3 separate regions of the Gossypium hirsutum genome follow, and all the other regions are linked to region 1. Evidence: chromatin contacts called from public Hi-C data. All regions are on one chromosome and are shown on one strand. The core of a region is the stretch at or near the end of the contact, and the rest is flanking DNA. Distances in the headings are between cores, read along the strand shown.

Region 1 (4,563 bases), core at 1,121-3,620:
AAATACGATGGAAAATAAAATAAAAGTAAAATCCATATAGAACTAGACTTCTTTTATTTTATTTTAGAATAAGGCTTTTAAACCTTATTAAACTTCATCTATTTTATATTGATTAGGATAAGGTGTTTCAATCCTACTAGAATATGGCTTTACAAGCCTATAAATAGATATAGTCTATTCCTCTTGTAAAAAAAAAATTTAAATTTTTCGACATAGTGAATTTTCTTCTCCTCTGCCCGTGGTTTTTTCCCGAAAGGGTTTCCACGTAAAATTTGTGTGTTCTTTATTTTATTTTATTTTATTTTATTTTATTTTTACACATAACTACACCATACCAAAGCACGTAAGTGCAAAACCCAATGTCCACATAAACATTTACATATACATAGTCGTCTCTCCACCACACCAAGATCTCTTGAGAGATAATACACATAAAATGATCTACTTACAAATGCTAAACCATTGCATAATATAATAGAACTCTATATTAATATCAGACCTATACAAAATGCATATATTACTCTATTAACATGCCAACCTTCCTAACTCTTCTATCAAGTTATATTGGCACATGGATTCGTGTCAAATTCCATTAAAGCAACTTTGAAATCACATTTCCCTAATACAACACTTTGCTCATATAAATTGGGAATCTTATCTAAAGATCATTAGACCACATGAGTGTATAACAAGCGTCATTTATTTTACCATATCCACTTTATCAAAATTATGTTGTCTTTCCACAATATTTAACACTTTGACTTTGTATCCCAATATAACATAAAAAACATAGCCATTTAACAATTAATTAACTTATTACCACATTTCATTTAGCATATTCAATAATTATTTCATCCATTTTAAACATAACTTATCTAGTTTCTTATAGATCAAATTTCACAATTTGTTAAGTGACTTTATACCTATAACAAATACACTAGACACAAGTAAATAAGTATCGTAAATTTCAAATGAACTTATCTCTTTCACAACAATTAAACTAAGTAGATAGCTTCTCAAATCCTTGTTCCTTTGTTTAAGTTTTCTCTATTCGCTTAGGTACTACTCAAAATATTCAAACATTTACAAATACACCATTAACAATTATACTTGACTTGAATGGTCATTAATTGAACAACAAATCAAGTTCGGCCCTAGAGTTGTTTGAGAGTGCAACCACCCAAGGTCTAGGACTGGAAGGGTCCAAAAAAATGTTTTTCAACTTTTAATGTAAAAAAAAATTAGAATAAAATAAATTAATTGAATACTTAAGACTTTCAATTTTTCATCATAAATGCTTCATCTCCTCAGGCTCCAAAAAATTTTCAACTTTTATTATATTACATTTTATAAATTTTTTAAAAGGGATCCAATTTATTGTTTCGCCTAAGACCCCAAAAATATCAATAACGAACCTGCAACAAATTAAACAATTGACCAAGAAAGCACAACTTGTTTGCACTTGATATCTAATGTCCAAAATTGACATAACCAGTAATCTACAGGTTCAAATTTAAATCCGGTTTTAAAGTATCTTTCTAAAAATATGAAAGCTATCCAAAAACACATATTTTCCCAAAGTTCTCTCCATTCTCTCACTAAACTTCATTAAGCTCAACCACGGTGGTTAACCTATACCTTAACAAAACCAATATGTACACTTAAGCTTAAATAAATTTAACGAAACCAATCTAATGGCCTTTTGATTCATATATCCTTGAATTAGTTAGCGGAAAATGATGGACAATATCATACTTGTCCACTAATTATATACTAGTGAAGGTTTTGTTAAATTTGAAGGACCTTGATTACTAACTTTTAAATAAATTACTAATTTCCTTAATTATTCCCTAAATGATCCTACTCATTATTCTCGGCTTTGTCCTATGAACTTATCGATATAATAAAAATTTTCGAAAATTTCCGACTCAAAACTGCATTTTTTCGATAACAGCGAAAAATAAGTAATTACAAAAAATATGAATAATTAAAAAATATTACGTGAGAAGTTCTGCTTCTACTAATTATTATATAAATTACATTAACATTATTATTAAAAAAGATTACATGATTAATAATAATAATATGACCTGGTTATAATTAATTTATTTAAGATTAAATTATATTTATATTTAGATGTCAATTTAATAATATGATAGAAAAAAAAGGTGTTCTCATATTTAAAAGTTTTTTCAAATTAGTGAATATATATATATAAATTATTATTTGGGTTTTCTTCTTAAATTCAAATGTTGGGCTTGAGATAATGAGATCATCTAATTGCTCGAAGAACCCAAAACAAGCGAAGACCTTTAGCCCACACGCACAAGGCCTGTAAGAAAATAAGGATAAAACCCCCCATTTTGCAATAACAAGCGTTTTAGGGTTTTGCTGTTATCGATCTTTCCCAACCAAGAAGAGCAGCCGCCGCAGAGCAAAGGGTTCAGAGAGGAAATGGCAGCAAAAAGGAAGACCCCTGTTAAGACCCGAAACCCAGATCTTATACGTGGCGTAGGCAAGTATTCCAGGTCTAAGATGTACCACAAGCGCGGCCTTTGGGCTATCAAGGCCAAACACGGTGGCGTCTTCCCTCGCCATGACCCCAAGCCTAAAGCACCCGTCGCCCCCGAGAAGGCTCCCAAATTTTACCCCGCTGAAGACGTCAAGAAGCCGCTACTTAATAAGCGCAAGCCTAAACCCACCAAGCTCAGGTTCTTTTCTGAAATGATTATTTGGTTATTTATTTGTAGACTTTCTGAAAATGTGTTTCTCATTGTTGGGCTTCTTTGTTATGTGTTCAGAGCAAGCATTACTCCAGGGACGGTCTTGATTTTGTTGGCTGGAAGATTTATGGGGAAGAGAGTTGTTTTCTTGAAGCAACTTACTTCTGGGCTTCTTTTGGTTACTGGTGAGCTTTTATATTTCGTAATCTGTTAGTTTCTAAAACATGCATTTTGCATAATTCTACTCCTTTCCCTCAGTTACTAACACTGCTAATTTTTGCTGAATGTTTATGTGGAAATTTTATTGATCGATTGAAAGTGCTAAATTTGAAAACGTAAATTTAAAGCAGTTGCAGCTCATATTTTAACAATAAAGAGTGATATCAAAATGGTGATAAGCCTTTATTTATTCCTCTATGCCACAATCTGGATTCTCAAGTGTCTGCTTTCAGCATTGGGATTGACGCTTAGATGAATTTTTTGCTTATATGGAAGAAGCATATGCTGCATTACATTTTCATTCTTGTGCCTATTTATTTTAGCTTTGTGACACAAACTTGTTTGACATTAAATAAGTTGGAGATCGACTAATGTGGTCCTGAAAAACAATGCTTTTTATTCATATTTCATGCGAATGTTTAGTATACAAGTATCTACATTCACCTCTTGTGGTATATAAGGCTATGCTATCACCACGCGATATCTATTAGTTTTATTTTCCATGGTTTTTGTTAGTTTTTTGCTTGTATTTCACTTCTGTTTGCAGCATATACATTTGCATCTTGTGGCTTATGGCGATAGGCTATCATTATGTAAGTTGGCTGTTCATCATGAATTCGTAATTCTTCCATGATCTTTGCTTAAATTTGGGGATTTCATTTCAATGCAGGACCATTCAAGATTAATGGTGTTCCTTTACGGCGTGTGAACCAATCCTATGTCATTGCTAATTCCACCAAGGTTGATATCTCAGGAGTTAATGTAGAGAAGTATGATGACAAGTACTTTGCCAAGGAAGTAGAAAAAAAGAAGAAGGGTGGAGGAGAGTTTTTCGAAGCTGAAAAAGAGGTTAGTTGGTTTTCCAAGTTAAGCTAATGTTCATCTAATGTAATGTGCTAATGTTCTATTCCTGCAACTTTCTTTTAAATGTAGGATAAGAAGACATTGCCAGATGAGAAGAAAGAGGACCAGAAAGCTGTTGATGCATCTTTGATAAAATCAATTGAGGGAGTCGCAGACTTGAAGGCGTACCTTGCTGCAAGATTTTCTCTAAAGTCGGGCATGAAACCTCATGAGCTTGTTTTCTAGAGTGTATGCTTTACTTTGGTATTTGCTCCTTTTTCTTTTTTGGTTTAGGGTTTCCAGTATCAGATGGTACATTGGGCAAAAACCTCAATTTGTGTTGACTCAGTTTTGTTATGCAGTACTCAAGTTTTCCTTTTAGTGTGCTATTTTCATTGAATTAATTTTTTCCTCTCGCAGAGGATAACAAGAAAGACTACGGGGATCCATCACCAATGTTAGCCAGGAAGCTGTTGACAGACAGCATTTGTGGATTTTAATTTGTGATCCCAAACTTGCCAGTTCAGTCCTTGTGCAAGTAAATCCTTTCCTCCTTGCCCCAACAATTTTAGATGTCCATGAGGCAAGATATTTGTCTGCTTCCAAAGAAGTGGATTATACTTCAGAAGAACCTCATAAATCGTGGATGGCAGTTTCGACTGACCATTAATTTCAATTTATCAAAATTGATCTTCAGTTGGGAGAATTGACCAGATTTTTCTAGTATTTCCTTCCTTTCTAGTTAAGCTTGAAAAAACAAACACTATTATTACTTCCT
Region 2 (4,563 bases), core at 647-3,146, 470 kb after region 1:
TTAGTTGAGTTTTGATAAGAAAAAACTCTTATATATTGTATAACTTGTAAATTGAAAACTAAAGAAATTTAGCAAGTTATATTTGATTGCTAAATCTCTCTTCTTCTTCTTCTTTTTTTCTATTTTTATCTTCCTTGGTTAAAACTCCAACAAAACTCCAATTATAAAATTCTTGCCAGAGGTAAAAATAAAAGTACTAAAGAAATTCATCCGAAATTTAAAAATAAGTTCAAAAACACACTTGGACGAAAATTTTAAATCTAAATCTAACTCGGCTTTAGGAACAGATCTAACGGCCTCATCTTGTTCAGCTAAATTAAAGCCAGGTCATAATATAATTATAACTCGAATGTTATTGGTGTTCAGTTTGGTTAATTCTTGATTATATAAAATTTCAATACCTTTGCTGAATGCTTGGTTAGCGGCAATATTGATGGAAGTATGTGTTATCAGAACTGGTTAGAAAACTAAATTCCAAAGACACAATTAGCACATCAAAGGGAGTGGTGGTCCACCAATCTTAATTTTCAAGCAATGAAGATTATATTTTGTAGCCAAATTCAACTAAATGTCCAAGTCCATCTTTTCTTTTCATTCCCATTTAACTGTCGCCACACTCGCCAGTCAATTTCCTATGATGATTGGAGGATCAACTGCAGCTGATTGATTCCATTGAATATTTTGATTCTCCTAATTAACAAAGAATGAATGTCTTAATTTTCACTTGTTCACCGCTTCTCCAAGCTGTAAACACTATCTACTCGGATACTTGGATTAGGGTATGAGTTTGAAAAATGGGTATACTAATATGAAGCTGATTTCCTGTAGTCCTATTACTTTTATTCTGATCCAGTTTTGCTGAAAGGAGCCTACCGAGCCAGATATAAAAAAGTTCAAACCCTTTGAATAAAGGCTCATGCAGTCAATATAACATATTCAGTAAATTTGGGGTACTCAAATATGGATGTAAAATAAATAGTCCACCCATTTATTGCCCACATTTACTACTATCAGATATGATTCCCTAACTCGGGTCTTATTCATATGGCAAAGCTCCAACCCATCTTCTCACCTAAATCTTCCCGCAGAGTTATTTAGTAATATTACATAATATAGGTAGCATCGTTTTCCTCTTGTTCTGCCATTGTTTGGGCTCTGAATTTTCTCATCTTTTTCTGTTACTCTCGTCCTGTGTAGTTGCACTAGCTTAGTATAAACCATGCACTTAACTCATAATCGAACAAGAAGCAGCAAAGGCAAATGTACATATCAAATTTTTTAGGTCTTTATCGGTTAAGCCCTTAGAAACTGCACCCTAATGTTCCATAACTTAATGCATTTTGATTGCTTTAATTCTAGAAAAGCTGCAAAATCTATACTAAGCTATATATATCATATTATGTTCCAAATTTTATACTAAACGATTTTAAAGAACCGTTGGGCCTTGCTCTCCCTTTCCTTCCCATTCAGAACATTTGTTATCCGGTCGGTTTACTTTTACAGTAATCTATATATATCATATTATGTTCCAAAAGCTTCCCATTTGTCTTTTTCTTATTCTGTTTCCTTAACAGCTGTTTCATGGCTTCCATATATCAGAATACGCCTCCTGGATAATTTTTGAATAATGATGTTTGATATTGTGAAGAACCCGTTGCTCCTCTTACTCTCTCAGTTTAAAATTATCTGCGTCTGAGATGTTTTGGCTGCATTATCATCTCTAGCTAACATCTATTTATCATCCCATAACCACGCTGTTGGCTTTGGTAAGATGCACATCAAAGGGGGAGCTATAAAGGTATCAGCAATACCTAATTTTGTATTCGCATATCCAATAAACTGGACCAGGGAAAGGATTGCACCAATGGCAGAGATGATAATGGGTTGCACATTATGCTAAAATGAAAATAAAACAGAAAATTGATGGGGACCATCTACACGTGCTAATGTGCACCGCTTAAGCATGAAGCCAAATTTCGAGTTAAATGAAGAAAGGGAAACCCAAAATCAAAAGAATCTTATCAAATAAAAATATATGTGTATATAGAAATCTATCCTTTGTAGAGTTGCTAGGTTAAATATAAACTGGTATATTGAGATTACTTACCACTTAATTTCGTTTCATTTTCTTTTTACCTTTCTTATGAATTCCAAGTCCTTGAAACAAAAATCAATCAAAAAGACCTGGTCTACTGCATTATTGGCATATGCTAACATGCGCGCCTTTTACACCCCACTGGAGGCCCTGCAGTTCTTAGCCTCATACCTCATAATTAAAGAAACTTTCCTGTCGTTTTCCTTTCCCCATTGTTTAAAGACTTGAAAAGAAGACTGGAATTAAAAAAAAACATAATTAATGTACCCAACCACAATATTACCTTAGCCAATAATAAAGATTTAAGATCAAAGTAGCTGAAGATATACGGCAGTGATTTTAGAGAGAAATGGGTGCGAAAATACAAAATTTTACAGTTCTTTGATAGGTTATTTTTTGCTAGACTTTTCAAGATTTGATGAGGAAGGAACAGTAAGAAACGTAGAAGGCGATGGATGGTGCGAGGGATGGAAAAGGTGAAGCACATGTGGCTGAGCTTGCAGTTGCAGTTGCAGTTGCACTGATCAACGGCCATTGGCCAAAGGCCCAAAGGATACGTAATAACTGGCAACCGACGCAGCCAATTCAAAGAAGTTGTGTCCCAAGTGGATTGGTTTGTTTTGTAGTAAAACGAAGAAAATACTATCTTTAGAATTTAGATCTTTTGCAGTCCACCTATGCAAACAGCATATTAGGCTTTAATCTCATGGGTATGCGGTTACGGGCTCATTTCTTTATTGGTTTAATCTATTTTTCTATTTTCCTTGTTATGAAAATTAGAATTATTAACAGGTTTTTTTTTAACTTGCAATTAAATCAACAAATAAAAGTGAAAGGTAATAGAAATGAAGTAAAATTGATTATATAGTTTAGAATTCGTTCTTATGGGATATTGAGCAATCTATTATAAATGAATAGTATAAGTAGTGATTTAAGTTTATTTTTTCACTCCTATACATTTAACTAAAATCACATTTTCACTAATTTTTTTTTTGAAAGTTTAATTACAAATTGAACATGGAAACCATTTGTTTACAACTAAAATGCACTTTAACACATTTTTTAAATGAACATAATAGTGATCTCTAATTCGAACATCAAACCAATAATCAATTCGATGTGAACATTAAAACTCAATCATAAACCCATGAGCGTGATAAGCTTAATTTTCTACAAGGTTCAATAACTCAATCCAAGTCCAAATTGTTGAAAGACCAACTTAATGTGTTGGTTCAATATTTTGTTCCAAAAGACTTTCAAGAAAGAGAATTTGAAGATCCAAATAGTCAAGACTTCATTTCATGTTACATGGGGTCTAATGACACAAACCTAAGAATAAAACTTGATGAAAGGTTTTAATAAGCTTATAAGAGACCAAGTTATGAAGAGAGAAGCCCAAACACACCCAATAAAAATCAATTTATTTAGTTCAGTAGAGTTTTGCTAGTTTTCATTTAGCCCTTGTTTGTTGTTAGGCCCAACATAATTTATCTTGAGTTTATTTTTAGCGTCATTTAATGTTTAAATTGCTATAAATTCGGTCCATCGTCCATTCTTATTCAAAATGGCGGAATTTGACTGGTTCTTAGTTGTTAGTTTTAATTTTGTTTTAAATTTTTTTAAGTGAATGACTTCTGAGTTAATTTAAACTCTTTTGGATATATGTTATCTTTATTCATAAAACTTTTGTACTCTTTGGCCATGTGAGCCTATAAATAGGGCTAGCCTCTCCATTCTGTAACTAGCTTTTCACTTTGAAAATTTTTAAACACTCTTTGAGTTTTATTTTGTTGAAAGAAGTCTTTTCTTTTACTTTTTCAAAGAAGAAGTTTTCAACTTAGTTCTTTTGAATTATTTGCGAAAATTCTTCAATTTTTGAATTGTTAAGAGTGTTCCTTGAGAATCAAATGCCATTTTTTCATCTTGGTTGATTTTAGTAAAATTTATATTTCAAGGGGATGGATCTTCCATCCTTTATTTATTCAATTTCTATTCTATTTTGTTTAGTTATCCTGTCATTTTAGGTGCCTTCCATCTTTACCTCAAGAGAGTGATAGTGATCCTCATCCAAATATCCAAACTACCATTTCCTTTCTCTTATTCTTATCTTTCATTTTAAATCTTATCTTTTATCCTTAGCTTATTAAACTGATTCATCTTTTTACTCACAGATTCCCAACAACTAGGAATCAATCCTTATTCACTGCTTTATCACAATCTTTAATCATCCTAAAAATCGGGCTAGTAGAATTTTGATAGTAAATTAGGGGTTAGTGAATCAAAAACCGTAATTGGGTTAGATAATTAAAAAAATTAAAATTAATTAAATAAAATATTAAAATAATTAGAATTAATATTTTTTTTGTTAGGAAATTGAAACTAGGCGCCTGAGAACTAATTTGGTTAAACAAATTTTTGAAATCGAGATTTGTTTTGAAAATAATTTTGAAATTGGATTTAATTGAAAA
Region 3 (4,563 bases), core at 730-3,229, 360 kb before region 1:
GCTTCCATCCCGATCATGGATGGCAGGAAGAGGACTTCTGGACAACGGAATCGTTCAGCCCCAATGGTAATGACCTGTCCATCAGGTAGCTCATAGCTTTTCTCAACGGCAGAGCTGGTTTTTGCTGTCTCCAACTCTTGTTCATAGTCAAGAGCAATGTAAGCTAGTTTCTCCTTCATGTCTCTCACAATTTCCCGCTCAGCCGTAGTTGTGAAAGAATAACCACGCTCCGTTAATATTTTCATGAGAGCATCAGTGAGATCACGACCGGCTAGGTCGAGACGCAAGATGGCATGTGGAAGAGCATAGCCTTCATAGATAGGGACAGTGTGGCTCACACCATCCCCAGAGTCCAAAACAATACCTAAACAAATTAACCATGGATGTTACGGTAAGAGTGACTACAGAACATATTTGTTCAAATGTACAATCACTATTATTCTATGACAAGCAGAATAAACTTGGTAATGAGACCAAAGTAATTTTTGAACTAGAGGAATAGAGGATTGCTGCTAATTTTTTTTTCACGTTCATGGAAACGGGGAGGTTAAGATACCAGATATTCACACAAGCAAGTTGTTGCAAGATTAATATGCATTTCTGAAATGTAGAATGATATGTTTCTATGGGCTTCTATAGATCTTGATTTATGACGCTTGATCATGACAAATGAAGTTAGCAAATCTGTTTTCTAATAAGATCCAGGCAATAATATTTCCAATTTTGCATGGTACCTAAATTTTGTTTTAGCCCTTTTCAGATATAAATCTTATTAACCTATCGTTGGATGGATATAAGTTTCACATGCATAATGTTTAACAATCAAGAGAAAGTGCGTACCGGTTGTACGGCCGCTGGCATACAAGGAAAGAACAGCTTGGATAGCAACATACATAGCAGGGGCATTGAATGTCTCAAACATAATTTGAGTCATTTTTTCACGATTGGCCTTTGGGTTAAGAGGAGCTTCTGTGAGGAGAACCGGATGTTCTTCGGGGGCAACTCGAAGCTCATTGTAGAAGGTATGATGCCAGATTTTCTCCATGTCATCCCAATTGCTAACAATACCATGCTCAATTGGGTACTTTAAAGTCAAAATACCTCTTTTCGATTGAGCTTCATCTCCCACGTAAGCATCCTTTTGGCCCATACCGACCATCACACCTGTGTGACGTGGGCGACCAACAATGCTAGGGAATACAGCTCTTGGAGCATCATCTCCAGCAAATCCAGCCTGAAAAGTTGGACATGAATCAGCATCTAAATAAAAGACTGATCAATAAAACCAATGTGCTTATTCCAGACTAATACTACACTACTATCAACATACTGCTATAAGATGAAATGGATATCATCTAAATGCTTACCTTGACCATTCCAGTCCCATTGTCACAAACAAGAGGCTGAATGTCTTCGTTTTCTGCCATTTTCTATTGCCTGTTTCATAGACAAACACCAACAATCATATATATATTAATAAATGATCTCATATCAGCATCATCACCAAAAGCTATTTCTAAGATATGGCACTATTAGCATCCCAATTCGAAAAAGATCATGAAAAATGAATTATACACGCATTATTTCATCCATAGTGAACTTCAATTGAGGAATTAAATCGAAAAACCTTTTATTCAACTCTTAATCTAACTCCAAAACAATAAATTCACATTCTATGAGATGATAAAGCAGCAGAATTAGCAATAATTAAATGCAAAATAAGTGAAAAAGTCAGCATTTTACATTAAAAGATGCTGAAGTTGAAGATCTAAACATCGAAATCCGATCTAATTAGTGCCTAAAATTGATAGATAAAAATAGAAACGAAATACCTTTGCTTTTGGATTCTCTTCCTTAGACGGAGTGTTGAAGTTGTGGAATTGTGCAGTTAAAGGTACCCGCCCTCTTTATTTTAAAGAGGGACAACACTGCAAATGAAACTCCATTTCAAATGTAAAATCGTCTTAAATTCACATGAAATTCAAATTCCGGATGATCTTGGCCGCCCATTTCCACTGTTCCCCATCTACGGACCCCATTTCTCGTCACGTTCTTGGTGGAAACAGCTGGCTCCCTCTCTTTAAAATATTAATTAAATAGCAAATGGCTCCGAAAATAAATTTTGAATTTTTTTATTTAAATGAAAAATTAATTCCAAGTCAATGAAGTCGTTTCATGTTTCACAATATTTTCCTCAAAAAAGAAATTTATTTCCATTAGCAATATTTATATATGTTTTACAACTAGGGGCTTAGGGACAATCTCTTTTAGGACATAGCTGTTAAAGCAGAATTCAATAAAGGGAGCAATTTGGTCCTATAAAGGGCCCTACTAAATAAAGATAAATAAAATTCCTTTTTGACCACTTTAGTGGTGGACTATTCAGCACCCCGTTCCCAACTGTCTAATGTTGTTGATATCAACTTTATTATTATTATATGTGAATTTACTCCCTTCTACTATAATCTAATATTTTAGTTGGAATCTTTAAACCAATTTCTTACATTTTTAACATTTGACGAACATTTTCTTTTTCTTCAAATGTAAACAAACATTCCAAGATTGTAAAATAAGATGAATTTAACTAAAAACTTCTGCGAGGAATACAAAATAATCATGTTGTAATAAATAAACTGGCCTATCTCATATTGCATTCAAATATTTTCATTTTTTAAAATGTACAAATTAGGGTTATAAAAATTTGATTTGATTAAAAAATTTTAAAAAAATTGAATTTTAAGTTATTTGAACTGAGTTATTTATGAGTTTCGAGTTCGAATCAGGTTGTAAAATTCAAATAATTTGAATAATAAATTGGTGTAAATACTCTTTTGGTTCCTGTCAATTTTGAAAATGAACAAATTAGTCCTTTCTCAACAAAAATTAAAAAAAAATCTAAAATACAAAATATTTATAAAAATAAAAAAAATTATATTTTTTTAAAAAATTATAAAAATTTTAAAAAAATTCTAAAGAATATATAAAAAAGTTAATTTTTTTAAAAAAATTCTAAAATAATAATTTTTTCAACCTAAATAAGTTAACTAATAATTCAAGTTAATCATACTAAAGTATTTTATTTTATTTTATTTTTCTTATTTTGCTTTGAAAAAGTTTTCAAATATATATGATTTCAAATTTATGTGCTGTAATATGAAATTAGTTATACTGTAATAATATTTTAATTTGTCATTTTAATTTTTTAAATTTAACTTGAATAATTTTATTTGATTCGGCTAGACTTGAATTTCATTTTTCTCGACATGATTCGAAAAAATTTCAAATCGAATTAGGATGACAAAATAGGAATTGTCAACTCGATTAACTCGAAATTTTTTCACTTGATTCGACTCGATTTGGTTGAACGTTCACCCTTAATAAAAACTACTTAATTGAATTTTTTTAATGAAAATATGTTAAAAATTATAAGTAGATAAAATTTACTTATCACTCAATAAAAATTATATTAAGCTTATTTTATTTTATTCAAAAACTATATTATCTTTTAAATAATTTTATAAAAGCATAAATTGTTTTTTAAAAAACTAGGATAAAAAAGTAAAAAAAATTATAATTTAAAATTTATATTTATCAAACCATTTAATTATGTTTAATATTTAATATTTAATATTTAAGTAATATTTTATATTATAAATTCAATACTTTATTTTTTTTGTTTTGCAAACAATGCCTAAATCTATAAAAAAAATATAGTATAAAGACCTTAGATAGAATTTGGTCTTAGATTACAACACACTAATAAACAATTAGCTCTTAGATTACAAGACATTAATAATGAAGGTGAAATTTTTTTATTTATTAAAATCTTATATAAGAATTAAATAAAAGTTTAATTGAAATGAAGTCTAGTTACGTGTAAATATTTATTGATTTTATATAAAAATTTTAAAAATAAAAATATTTTACAACGATATAATTTGTTTTATAAAAGAATAGATTTTTACTTGGGATTTGTTTGTTTACATGTAAAATGCTTTACGGAAAATATTTTTTATATTTTTCTGTATTTGTTTCATAGAAAATAGTTTGGTCAATGGAAAATGACTCACAGATCAATGTAAAATAAGCTATTTTTTCTGTAAAATGACTTACCATTTTGAAAAGCGTAAGTCATCTTCCGAAAAAGAGCTCATTTATAGATAATTTTATTTTTATATAAAAATTAACTTAAATCAAGCTTAATATTATTATATTGATAATAAATTTTATTTTTATTTAAAAAAATATTTAAAATATTATATTTTCCAATATTATTAAACATAAATATTTAATTATTTATATTTAGCCATATAATAAATTATTAATATAATAAATATAATTTATTATTTTAATAAATTATTTAATATTTCAATTTTATTTTAATAATAAATTTTAAAATTTTAAATAATATTATTCACATATTATTGAAAATATTTAATATTAATATTTTAATAATAAATATTTATTCCAATTATAAATATATTAATAATAAATGTTTTGTAGTATAAAGGTTAAATTATGCCATAAGTCTACGTACACTTCACGGATTTGTAAATTAGTCTT

What was found. Hi-C and Micro-C count contacts between places; a contact is called where the count stands out from the background.
Region 2: a contact with region 1 is called in a Hi-C map of leaf, with 2.6 times the contacts expected there. The contact joins the enhancer-like site here to the promoter of LOC107948250 in region 1. A contact is called at or near these places in 3 of 34 Hi-C or Micro-C datasets (all in leaf).
Region 3: a Hi-C map of hypocotyl shows a contact between it and region 1, with 4 times the contacts expected there. The contact joins the promoter of LOC107948247 here to the promoter of LOC107948250 in region 1. A contact is called at or near these places in 4 of 34 Hi-C or Micro-C datasets (hypocotyl, leaf and petal).

Annotation. Positions count from the first base shown.
Region 1 is chrA04:29,342,122-29,346,684 of Gossypium_hirsutum_v2.1, forward strand. It overlaps LOC107948250 (60S ribosomal protein L6), which reads left to right and starts at 2,371. Exons shown (of 5, transcript XM_016882735.2): 1 at 2,371-2,711; 2 at 2,802-2,908; 3 at 3,613-3,791; 4 at 3,876-4,049; 5 at 4,206-4,563. The coding sequence starts at 2,455. The coding sequence ends at 4,031.
Region 2 is chrA04:29,812,170-29,816,732 of Gossypium_hirsutum_v2.1, forward strand. No RefSeq gene overlaps it. Among protein-coding and RNA genes, the nearest start is that of LOC121228440, 88 kb to the right of the region's middle. Within about 2 kb of position 1,897, at least 6 of the 9 cell types and tissues checked have an H3K27ac peak or open chromatin away from gene starts, as enhancers often do. A contact at or near this core is called in leaf, where this site is marked.
Region 3 is chrA04:28,984,685-28,989,247 of Gossypium_hirsutum_v2.1, forward strand. It overlaps LOC107948247 (actin-like), which reads right to left and starts at 1,980. Exons shown (of 5, transcript XM_016882730.2): 1 at 1,833-1,980; 2 at 1,368-1,437; 3 at 841-1,234; 4 at 1-364. The coding sequence starts at 1,427.